2 separate regions of the Mus musculus genome follow, and region 2 is linked to region 1. Evidence: chromatin contacts called from public HiChIP or PLAC-seq data. All regions are on one chromosome and are shown on one strand. The core of a region is the stretch at or near the end of the contact, and the rest is flanking DNA. Distances in the headings are between cores, read along the strand shown.

Region 1 (4,659 bases), core at 1,206-3,705:
GGCTGAGGGCTACAATCTGATTCACTGACAAGCAGGCAGACCGAAAGAGAAAGACAGAGACAGAGACAGAGACAGAGACAGAGACAGAGACAGAGACATACAGAGATATGGGGGCATCCTCATTCAAATCACCACACCCTCCCACCCCAGCCACATGGCAGCCTCTCGGGCTTTGTTTTGGTTTAGAAGAGAATATTGCTATGTGGCCGTGCTGGAACTTAGCATCCTCCTGCCTCAGCTTCTGCAGTGCGGGGATCACAGGTGTGTGCCAACATGGACTTTGGCACTCTCCCTCCCACCCCAGGGCCGCAGCAGTGCTTCTGCAGGAGTAGACCCTTCCCCCAAACCTACCCCAGTCCTTGCTCTGATCACAGACTGTGGTCCAGAGCCACCCTGTTCACCCCACCCCGGCCCCACAGTGATTTCCTCCGCAGACCTCCAAATGGTGCATACTCTGCCAGTCCCCACCCTCAAAGCAGGTCCATCCTGTACTTAGAGCATCCAGAGGAGCTCCTAGCAAACCCCAACAAAGCCCATGATGGGGGGAAGCTCAGCTGTCCTTTTTCTCCTCCTCAATTTATTGGGCACACAATGCAGTGAACCCTTGGACCTGAGGAAGCGTCCCTGGAGTATCCTGTCTGTGACAGGTATCTCTCATTTCCCTGGCTTTTCTTAGGTCTTCTATTCTCAGGAAGACTCTGAACACAGGGCCACACAGATAAGTACTCCAACGTCCCCTTGCCCCAACTCAGCGACTGAGAAGTGGTCAAGCTGGGATTTGAACCCTTGCCTCTCCGGTGGCCTCATGGAAAGGAGGTTGTCTGGTGTGGGCAGTAGAAAGGTGTGGAGATGGAAAGAATCATCTGGAAGATCTGCTGTCCCACCAGCCTCTGTTCCGATTCCCAAGAGTTCACATCTGGAAGCCCTCTGAGCCATGCCGTCCTGTTCCTAGATTATGGAGTTTCTTTTAAAGGCCTCAAGTCTCATGGCCAGTACCATCTAACAAGTCCTGGGCCATACCAGGCTACCCTGTCCCTGATGGTAGAAAAGCAAGGGAATGCCACAAACAGATTGTGAGTTCCTTCAGAGGACAATGGCTCCCATGGCCTGTGAGTTAGCAGTCTCAGGGAATCCCACCACACTGTCCCATAAAACCAGGGATCAGGAAAGAAGAGGCAAGCCACTGCCTCCAGGAGTGAAGAGGGAAGAGTTCAGTCCAATTTGGACCCCAGACGTCCCAGTCCTGGGCAGGCAGATGTCTCAGCTGGTAAGGTTCTTGTCATGCAAGCATGAGGATAGGAGTTCGGCTTCTTAGAACCTAAGTGAAAAACCAGGTAGGCAAGGCAGCTTGCCTATAATCCCAGGACCCAGGGACAAAGACAGAGGATCCTTGGAACAAGCTGGCTCACCACACGGTAAAATCTCCAGGGTTAGTAAGATGTTTGTGCTAAGTAAGAAACTAGGAAGTTAAGAAAAGGTGGAAAGACTGATCGAGGGAGACAGGTGACATCAGCCAGCCTGAGGCTTTCGTGCGCCTGTGCACACAAGCATGCATACATGCGTGCACTCGCACATACACATGCAAAACAAAATTTTCTCAAAGAAAGAAATCAGTCATTGGGGTGCTGCTGAGAAGGACCAGTCACCATCCTTCCCAACTAGCTGATCCCAGGGCCGGCTCTCGGCCACAGAGCAGTGTGAATACTCTCAATCCCAGAGCAGTGTGAGCACTCTCAGCCACAGAGCAGTGTGAATACTCTCAATCCCAGAGCAGTGTGAACATTCTCGATCCCAGAACAGTGTGAACACTCTCAGCCACAGAGCACTGTGAATACTCTCAATCCCAGAGCAGTGTGAACACTCTCAGCCACAGAGCAGTGTGAACACCCTCAGCCACTGAGCAGTGTGGAAAGTCCCAAGTCCTTCCAGAAAAGCTGGCTAGAGAGGAATAACTAGAGTTTGGGGCTTTAAGTATTTTCCAGGGTAAGTGGCTCAAAATGGTAGTCTGGGGTCCTCAAAGATCCCCCAAATCACAGTGAACCAGGAGGCCTGCCTTGAGATCCCAGGATCCAGCTGGACTTGTGTCCTGGAAAGGAAACCCCGGCATAATCAGTGACAGTGAGCCTGTACATAGGTCATCACAGGAATGGTGCAAACGTGGAGGTCCTTTTTCTCATCCACCAAGCATCAAGGTCACCATCCAAGACAGTCATAGGTGTCCCCAGATTAGCAACCCCTGGAGACCCCCTCCAGGACATAATCCCATGAGCTAGCAGTCTCCACGGCACACTGTCCCACACATAGCTAGATTACCTGCCAGAACAAAAACTCTGCTCTCTTCTAGGTGGTACTGGACAGTCACGCCGAAGCCAGTCAGGAAAACCCACAAGAAGCCTGCTATGTTTCCCAGATGAGCAACAGTAGCCGTCTGTGCGATTCAGCAAATGCTGCCTGAAGACTATGCCAAAGGAATGACCCAGGGATGAGTCAGCCAGAGTACTAGCCATGGGCATCACCAGCCATAGGAGAGAGGCTCTCAAAGTGTTACCAGGTGAGGAGTCTGCCCACCGTTGCGAGAGACTTAAAATGCTCTTTTACTGTGGACCTTTGGAAGGCTGGACACACGAAAAAAAAAAAAAGTTCCGAGTGCCAGACCACATAGCTGACCCATTGCAGGGCAGGCAAGTTACATGCTGGAGGGGCCACGCAGTAAATATTTCAGACTTTGTAACTCTGCTCAGTTCTGCATTTGTAACTGGAGAACAACTTTGGGCAGCTCCCCAATGAGTGGATGTGACTGTGGATCAATCAAACAGAACTCTTGGGGGCAGGATGGCTCAGAAGTTAAGATCATTTGATGTGAAATTACGAGCAGCAGATCCCAGCACCGTCTGTGGGACAAGTGGACCATGCCAGCAGACAGAAGAACTAGTAAGGTTGAGCAGGTTTAAAACCCCAGGGAATCTTAACATTGAGAATAGCAGGCTTGGAAACAGCTTCCTGCCAAGCTCTTCCTGTCCTGGAACAGGTAAGCATGACACCCCATTGAGAGGACCTCAATCACATAGGGACAACACCTGAAGTCCTTCCCCACACAAATAGAGCATGCCTAACATCCCAGACTGAGCTAGCACGAAGCATCTAACTCTGGACCCCTCCTTATGCCTGGAATGTATATGTTTATTCCTATCCACATGGATAAAGTACACAAGTTATTTCACTGAGAATCATCTGAGAGTGGCTGTTTTATTGAGCTGTAAGACTCTGGGGAAGTTTTCTCTCCTGAAGCATTCATTGCTGGACCTCGGATCTGCCCAGCAGGCTGGACTCTCACCCCTGCTTGCTGCTGCGGCTACTAGCTGCCATTTGTTGTTAGTCATAGCCACTCCCCACCTTGGCGTTGAGATGATGGCAGTGGGAGAAACCCTGACACTGCATGAGCTTCCCTTTGGAGAGCTCTAACACTTTGGCCATTCCAGCCAGTCTAAAGCCCCTTGGAGCCTTTCTTTCTGTCCAGGTCAGAGATCCTTGGATTGCGTTCTGTCTCCCCTGAGCTGCTTGCCAGCAGCTCTCTGGTACCCCAGTGGTGAAGCAGACACACAGCCCTTCACCCGTCTAGTAAAGAGGGCATCCCTAGATGCCCACAGGTGCCTGTGACTCCAGTGCCGAGCTAAGTGGAAGTAGGAGGGTTGCTGGGACATGCTGGCTTCCGCCAGCTTAGCTGAGAACCTGTGAGCCCCAGGTTCAGTGAGAGAACTGCCTCAATGGAAAAGGAAGGTATACAATATCATCTTCTAGCCTTTAAGGCACCCTTACCCAGGCATGTACACACACACACACACACACACACACACACACACACACACACACAAACATACAAACCATTACTTGACACCAAAAGTGGGCTTTCTTATCATTTTCTTATCTAGTCATAAAATAGTAAAATTTTTTGGAGTTTCTCTTCAACCAGTTGAAGCTGTAAGGATCACATGGGTTGTAGTTTGCTGACCTGTGTCTGTGTGGGGATGCTGGGAGACTGGTTAGCCTTGAGAGGACAAGAGCCTTCAATGTCAGAGTGAGGCTTTTGGGTCAATGGGGGTTGGAGGTTGAGAACCGATAGCATTCACCACTCAGCTGGTGAATCAGCTACCATCCATTCGATCTGCTCTCCTTTCATTGCCCTGAGGACCAAGCCATTGCCCACTTCGAAGCTCAGGAGCAATGTGTGGAGACCAAGCCCTGACATAGTCACAGAAACAATTTTTAAAAACATTATTATGGCTCATATGTGTAATCCCAGAACTAGAAAAGCTGAGGCAGGGGCATTACTATGAATTTGGGGACTTCCATAGAGAGGGCTAAAGATGAAAACTTAAAAAAAAGTTAGGTCAATAAAGAACATAGTTTTCTTTCTTTGGTTTTGTGTGTGTGTGTGTGTGTGTGTGTGTGTGTGTGTGTGTGTGTGTGTTTGCTTGCTTACTTGCTTGCTTAAGACAGGGTCTTGTAGCCCTGGCTGTCCTAGAATTCACTGTGTGGACCATGCTGGCCTTGAACTCACAGAGATCTACCTGCCTCTGCCTCTGGGGTTCTAAGATTGAAGGTATGCTCTGCCAAGCTGAGCAACATGAGTTTTCCTTTAAGCCCACTCCCCACTCTGGG
Region 2 (5,090 bases), core at 96-2,595, 280 kb before region 1:
GTAATAGAATAGTTGAAGAGACAAGAAGAATTTAGTTGGCTCATGGTCTCAGAAGTCTCAATCAGTGGTTGGCTAGCTACATTGCTTTTCTACCTGTGACGAGACAGAAAAGTTATGGGAGAAGGGTGTGGTGAGAGAGAAAGCTACTCACATCATTGTGGCCATGAAGCAAAGAGACAGCCATTGCAATGTGAAATGTAACTATAGACAATGCTTAAATATACGTGGCTGTGTTCCAATGAAGCCTTATTTACAAGAGCACATGACAAAGTGGTTTGATCCATTATTATGGGAGTAAAAACAAGAACAGACTGAATTTGGATCAATACTAGCTTTGGTGCTTAGAAGCTGTGTTTCTGAGGCAAGCTACTTCAGCCTTTGGAGGCTTTGTTTCCCAAAATGTAAAGCAGGAGAATGATTGCTCCCTCCAGACCTGGGAGAGCCAGCTGAGAGTGCATGCAAGTGGGAGCGTCTGGGACTGCAGACACGCACAGATGTGGGAGGGGTTTGGGAGTAGCTAGCTTTAATGGTAGATCTATACCCGGCAGCCCAACTTCCTTTCCATAGCTCCATCCAGGGAATAACATGAAAGAGCGGGAGGCAGGATACTGAAGGAGTGACAGACGAGATGCTCAGAACGTTGATTTGGTTTCAGCACAAGCACTGGGCAGACATGATGATGTCCCTGGTCCTCCTTGCACAGCCTTCGGGTGTCTATTCAGCAACGCCCTGGTCTCATTGCATCCATCTCTAGCAGCTCACGGCTTCCAGAAACACAGTCCTAGACAGATGTTCAGTCTGTCTGGGGATTAGAGATACCCTCTTCCATTAAGCATAAATTAACTTAATCACCAGGTATGAAAGATAAGCAACACAAACAAACAGCACTCCCTGAAGCTTTCATTAAAATTAAAATTGTACTTAAAATTTAGCTCATATTTTCTAGGACTCAAACCCCTTCAAAGAGATAGTGTCTGCTCTATGTTTTCTCTGATAAGTGGCAGAGATGAGGGTGCAGGAGACAGTGGTAGACTGTGTGGTTTGGCTTCACCTCCTGGTCCTCTCACCAATGCAGGATCTGGACAGTTTATAGAAGTCATTCATTCAGCCGGGTCTGGTCCCTAAGCACTTCCATCACTTGTCAGACTGGTCCAAGAAAACAGAACTCAGAGGCAAGATTCCCAGATTCTTACTGCTGGGCCCCACACTGTGGAAAGCACAAGAAAAACAAGAGAGAAGGAACGCCACCCGCCACAAATCATCACGAGCCCTGGAAGGCAAGCTTCCCCTGCTCCTGCTTGCTTGTCTGGGCTGAGCCGGATGAGTGCAGAATGGGCGACCGGCGGGTCACAGTTCAATGTAGTCTTTATCAAACATTACACACACGGAAGGAATTCAGCCAAGTCTACAGAGCACGGTAGGAAGACCATGGGAGGCAGAGACAGCTAGCCTCGAATCCTGGCTCTTTATTTTGTTTTCTGCCTGTAATCTTGGGCATATCTTACTAATTTCTCTGAGCCTCAAATCCCTAGTTTACCAAATAAAGAAAATAACTTCTTGCCCATAACATCATCGTGGTAATCAGAGGAGGTCACAGAAAGGCCTGAAACTTATCCCACCTAAAGCATACACGTAATTAAGAAAGTCACTGGATATCCACCACTTTGTGGACCCAGAAGAGATCTAGATCTCAGTGACAGCAAGGCTTTTCTTGGCCTGTGGGTCAGAGAGAGGAGTTCTGAGCAGCCTTCTGCTCAGAAAGGCAGCGAGAACACGAGAACACCGTGGTGACTGGGAACTGGAGGATTGTAAGCAGCATGATATTGTCACCTGGTGAGGGGGACAGGAAGAAAACCTGGAGGGTTGAACATCTCTTGGTATGTGCAAACATCCCTGGAGGACATGACCTGAAGTGTTCTGAACGATTCTTCAGTGAGTCTCAGAGTCCAGTACCATATTTCCCTAGACCAGACAATGTCCCTTACAGAAGGAACTTGCTTGCTTTGGCTGAACTGTAGAGCTGAGGGGAACCTAGGGGTAGAGTTGAGGACACAGGGTCCTACTGTCATACACAAATTAGGACCTATCTTTTGGTTTAAAAACCTGCTCCCCTCCTCATTACAAAACACAGCCCCATGCGACCATTTCAGGATCTCAACCAAGTCTGGCACACGTTCTTCAGAAATACCAAGACGCGCTAGCCAGAGTTTTATTTTGTGGTTTGCCTCTTTCCTATTGTAAAGTTGCCTCGTTAATCAAAACAGTCATTATATCCGAGACAATCAAAGATGTCTAGGCTCTTTCCTATGTAACCCAAAACATGCTCATTTATAAGAGAAATAGTTAGAATACTTATAAGGCAAGTATTATTTTAGAAAAAGGGGGTGGACAGAAAAGATGTTTTCCGCAAACATTTCTGTCTTGACAGCTCAGTGTCACTCTCTCCGGGAGCCCTCAGCCCTTTGTGGTGAGGACAAATGTGTGTTAAAGAAAGTGGCTGGGGTTGGTCTCTTATCTGCAGTCACAGTGATGGTAGCACCACTTTCTAAACTGCCACACTCATCTGACAGGAAGCTGTGAAGGCTCTGGAAGGTTCTAAAGCCAACATACAGGGTGGCAGAATGTTACATAGAGAAGTGTTTGGAAGCTCGCCGTAGATAAGCCCCAGTGAGAGCTAAATACCAGATGTTCTCAACAAGGGAAAACCATGATGCAAGAGACTTACCAAATTGCATTTGCAGAAACCAAATAGCGAAGTGTTGTTCCACCCCACCCCACCCCTGACTGCCACCCCTGCCCCAGGACACCTGCTATGAGTGAGGTTCAGCATCTGCAAAGCACAGAGACCATGTGGTACTGATTTTGTATCTGAAATTTCTATTGTGTAGGCAATGTAGCCAGCCCCCTCTGAGGCTTTGCATGCACATGGAAAGAATCCTGTCTGTATTGCTTACCACTCAGAGTCTCTCTTAGGAAATCTCACTGACTGTTGGGCCAGCAGCAAAGGGCTCTGGGATGTTGCTAGCAGTCATTGCTAGCAACCAGGACCTGACATGTCTCTTCCTCTCTTCTCTAGTGTCCCAGGCACCAGTGCATCACATGGTAATCCCCACCTGGCTTGTAGAGCCATTCAAATGAGTATAACCACACAAACCAGGAATGGTCATATGGCCCTGGGTCTCACACTGGAGGATGAGGCACGACCTAGAGCTTAGTGTTTGGAACCTTCTCAGCCTGTACTTTGGACCTACCTCTAAGCCTGCCATTCCCAGATGATCTAGAATGGGTGGTCCAGAGGACCTGGGCCCAGCTCTTTGACTCTGTTCCTCTCGTTTCCCATGGTTCTGGGAAAGTCCCTTCCCTACACTGGGATTCTCTTTTTCAAAAGACAGTTGGGTCTAAGCAATTACTATAGCACCTTCCAACAGTCAACTGCAGATCCATGAGCACTTTCAGTTTGGTCAAGACTGGCTTTTAGCATCATGGTGAGTCTTTGATTGTTAGAAACACTTGAGAGCCCTTGTATTTTCTGTTTTTTAAATGGTCTTGTGTGTACGTGTCTAAGCATCTTTACTTACTAGATTTACTCATTCCATGAGTTTGCTACTCTTCCTTCTCCTCCTTTCCCTTCCATCCTTCCTCCCTTTCTCTCTTCCCTGCTCTCTTCTTTCAGAGGCTTCCCATGCAATCCAGGCTGGGCTCCATCCCATCCTTTACACCCATCTTCTCAGCACTGGGAGGACAAGTGTACGCCACCACACCCATCTTGGGGCTTTTTGTCTGAATGATGATTCCGCAACCTGGTTTGGGACTGCTCTCTGTCAGTGTCTTCGAAGAGCGTGACTTTTGCGAGTGATTATTTTCTTCTTACTTTTCTGTTTTCTGGCTAGAAGCTGTTTCTTCCTCCTCTGCAAATCATGTGCCTGTGATATCCTGTCCCCTCCCTTCTAATTTTCAGTGTATCTGAAAGCCAATTCAGCACACTTATTAGAGGGTCGGTAAAGTGAGAATATGTAGGGCTTGAAAGGCTCTTGGTGGCCCTTGTTTCCCATGCGGACATTGACCTTAGTAGGTGAGCTTCCATGTCTGGACTCTCTCTGGCTCCTGTTTCTTCAGACTGTTCCACACAGAAGGGGAGGTTCTTGGGTACCTGAGTTCTGAGACAAGCTATGTCTCTGCTCCTGTGGGGAGTATTTGCCAGGACCTTCTTCCCTGTTCCCATTGCCCTTCCACATGCCTTAGGCTCCATCCCTATCACCTGAACTTCTAAAACACACCTTCCCTCCTGCACCCCTATCAGTTCCCTTTTGCAGGGTCCTTTGCCTGGAGTCTGTGCATTCCTGTCTTCCCACCTGCCTGGCATGCAGCTCTTACTCCTCTAGGAAACTTTCCATGATACTCTCTGTGAGCCACGAGTCCTCCCCATCCCTGTGACCCCTCTGGCTTATCCTGTGTTGTGTCAGCTGATCTGTCTGGCAATACTGCCTTCAGGTATGAAGTCTTCTGTGGTTGATCTAATTTGTCTCTACCCAAATCAATGTCTGGAATCTCTGTTCTCCATTATAATTGGAAGAATGACTGACTGAATGAATGAATGAATGCTGTGAGTGAATCATGTTGTCTTTGCCTCCAAATTCAGATTTAATCCTAATTTGCAACTTATATTGTGGCCTTATATGGAAATATGGTCTTTATTGGGGTAACTGAGTTAAAATAAAGTCCTTAATGGATAAATAAAGTCCAAGTGGATGTTAATGCAGTGTCCTTGTCATGACCGGTGTCCTAGTAAGGAGAGAAAATGGGTATGCAGAGACCCATAAAAAGAAGACAACATGATGACATGTAGACACAAGACAGGGAGGTGATAGGCTTACACCACAGCTCCTGAACAATGGGCTGCGTGGCTGCCTGCTGCTCATGATAAACATTATCACTAGTCGGAAGAAGTAACTGGATGGAGAAACAAATGAAGAGGTAAGAAGAGAAAGCTACTACAGAGTGGGACAAGGACAGTATTAGTTACTTCTGTCTTTAATGAATCCTCAACGATGTTGAGATGGGAAGAGGGATCTGCACCCATTGCTCATGTG

Evidence for each region. HiChIP or PLAC-seq counts read pairs in DNA pulled down with a chosen protein or histone mark.
Region 2: a FOXA1 HiChIP or PLAC-seq map of pancreatic cancer cells shows a contact between it and region 1. The contact joins two enhancer-like sites. A contact is called at or near these places in 14 of 39 promoter capture datasets (3T3-L1-derived adipocytes, the C10 cell line, the HPC-7 cell line and 10 more), 1 of 15 datasets of contacts at CTCF or cohesin (embryonic stem cells), 4 of 484 Hi-C or Micro-C datasets (bone marrow-derived macrophages, embryonic stem cells and nephron progenitors), 8 of 115 datasets of contacts at active chromatin or transcription factors (craniofacial prominence, double positive thymocytes, embryonic basal ganglia and 4 more) and 3 of 9 other capture datasets (adipose tissue, embryonic stem cells and macrophages).

The regions. Positions count from the first base shown.
Region 1 is chr2:35,548,102-35,552,760 of GRCm38.p6, reverse strand. It overlaps Gm13446 (predicted gene 13446), which reads left to right. Exons shown (of 4, transcript NR_045894.1): 4 at 2,345-3,227. Among named protein-coding and RNA genes, the nearest start is that of Gm13446, 8.3 kb to the left of the region's middle. Within about 2 kb of position 2,455, at least 18 of the 459 cell types and tissues checked have an H3K27ac peak or open chromatin away from gene starts, as enhancers often do. A contact at or near this core is called in pancreatic cancer cells, where this site is marked.
Region 2 is chr2:35,829,161-35,834,250 of GRCm38.p6, reverse strand. All of the region lies in intron 6 of Ttll11 (tubulin tyrosine ligase-like family, member 11), which reads left to right. Among named protein-coding and RNA genes, the nearest start is that of Gm10829, 9.8 kb to the left of the region's middle. Within about 2 kb of position 1,345, at least 93 of the 459 cell types and tissues checked have an H3K27ac peak or open chromatin away from gene starts, as enhancers often do. A contact at or near this core is called in pancreatic cancer cells, where this site is marked.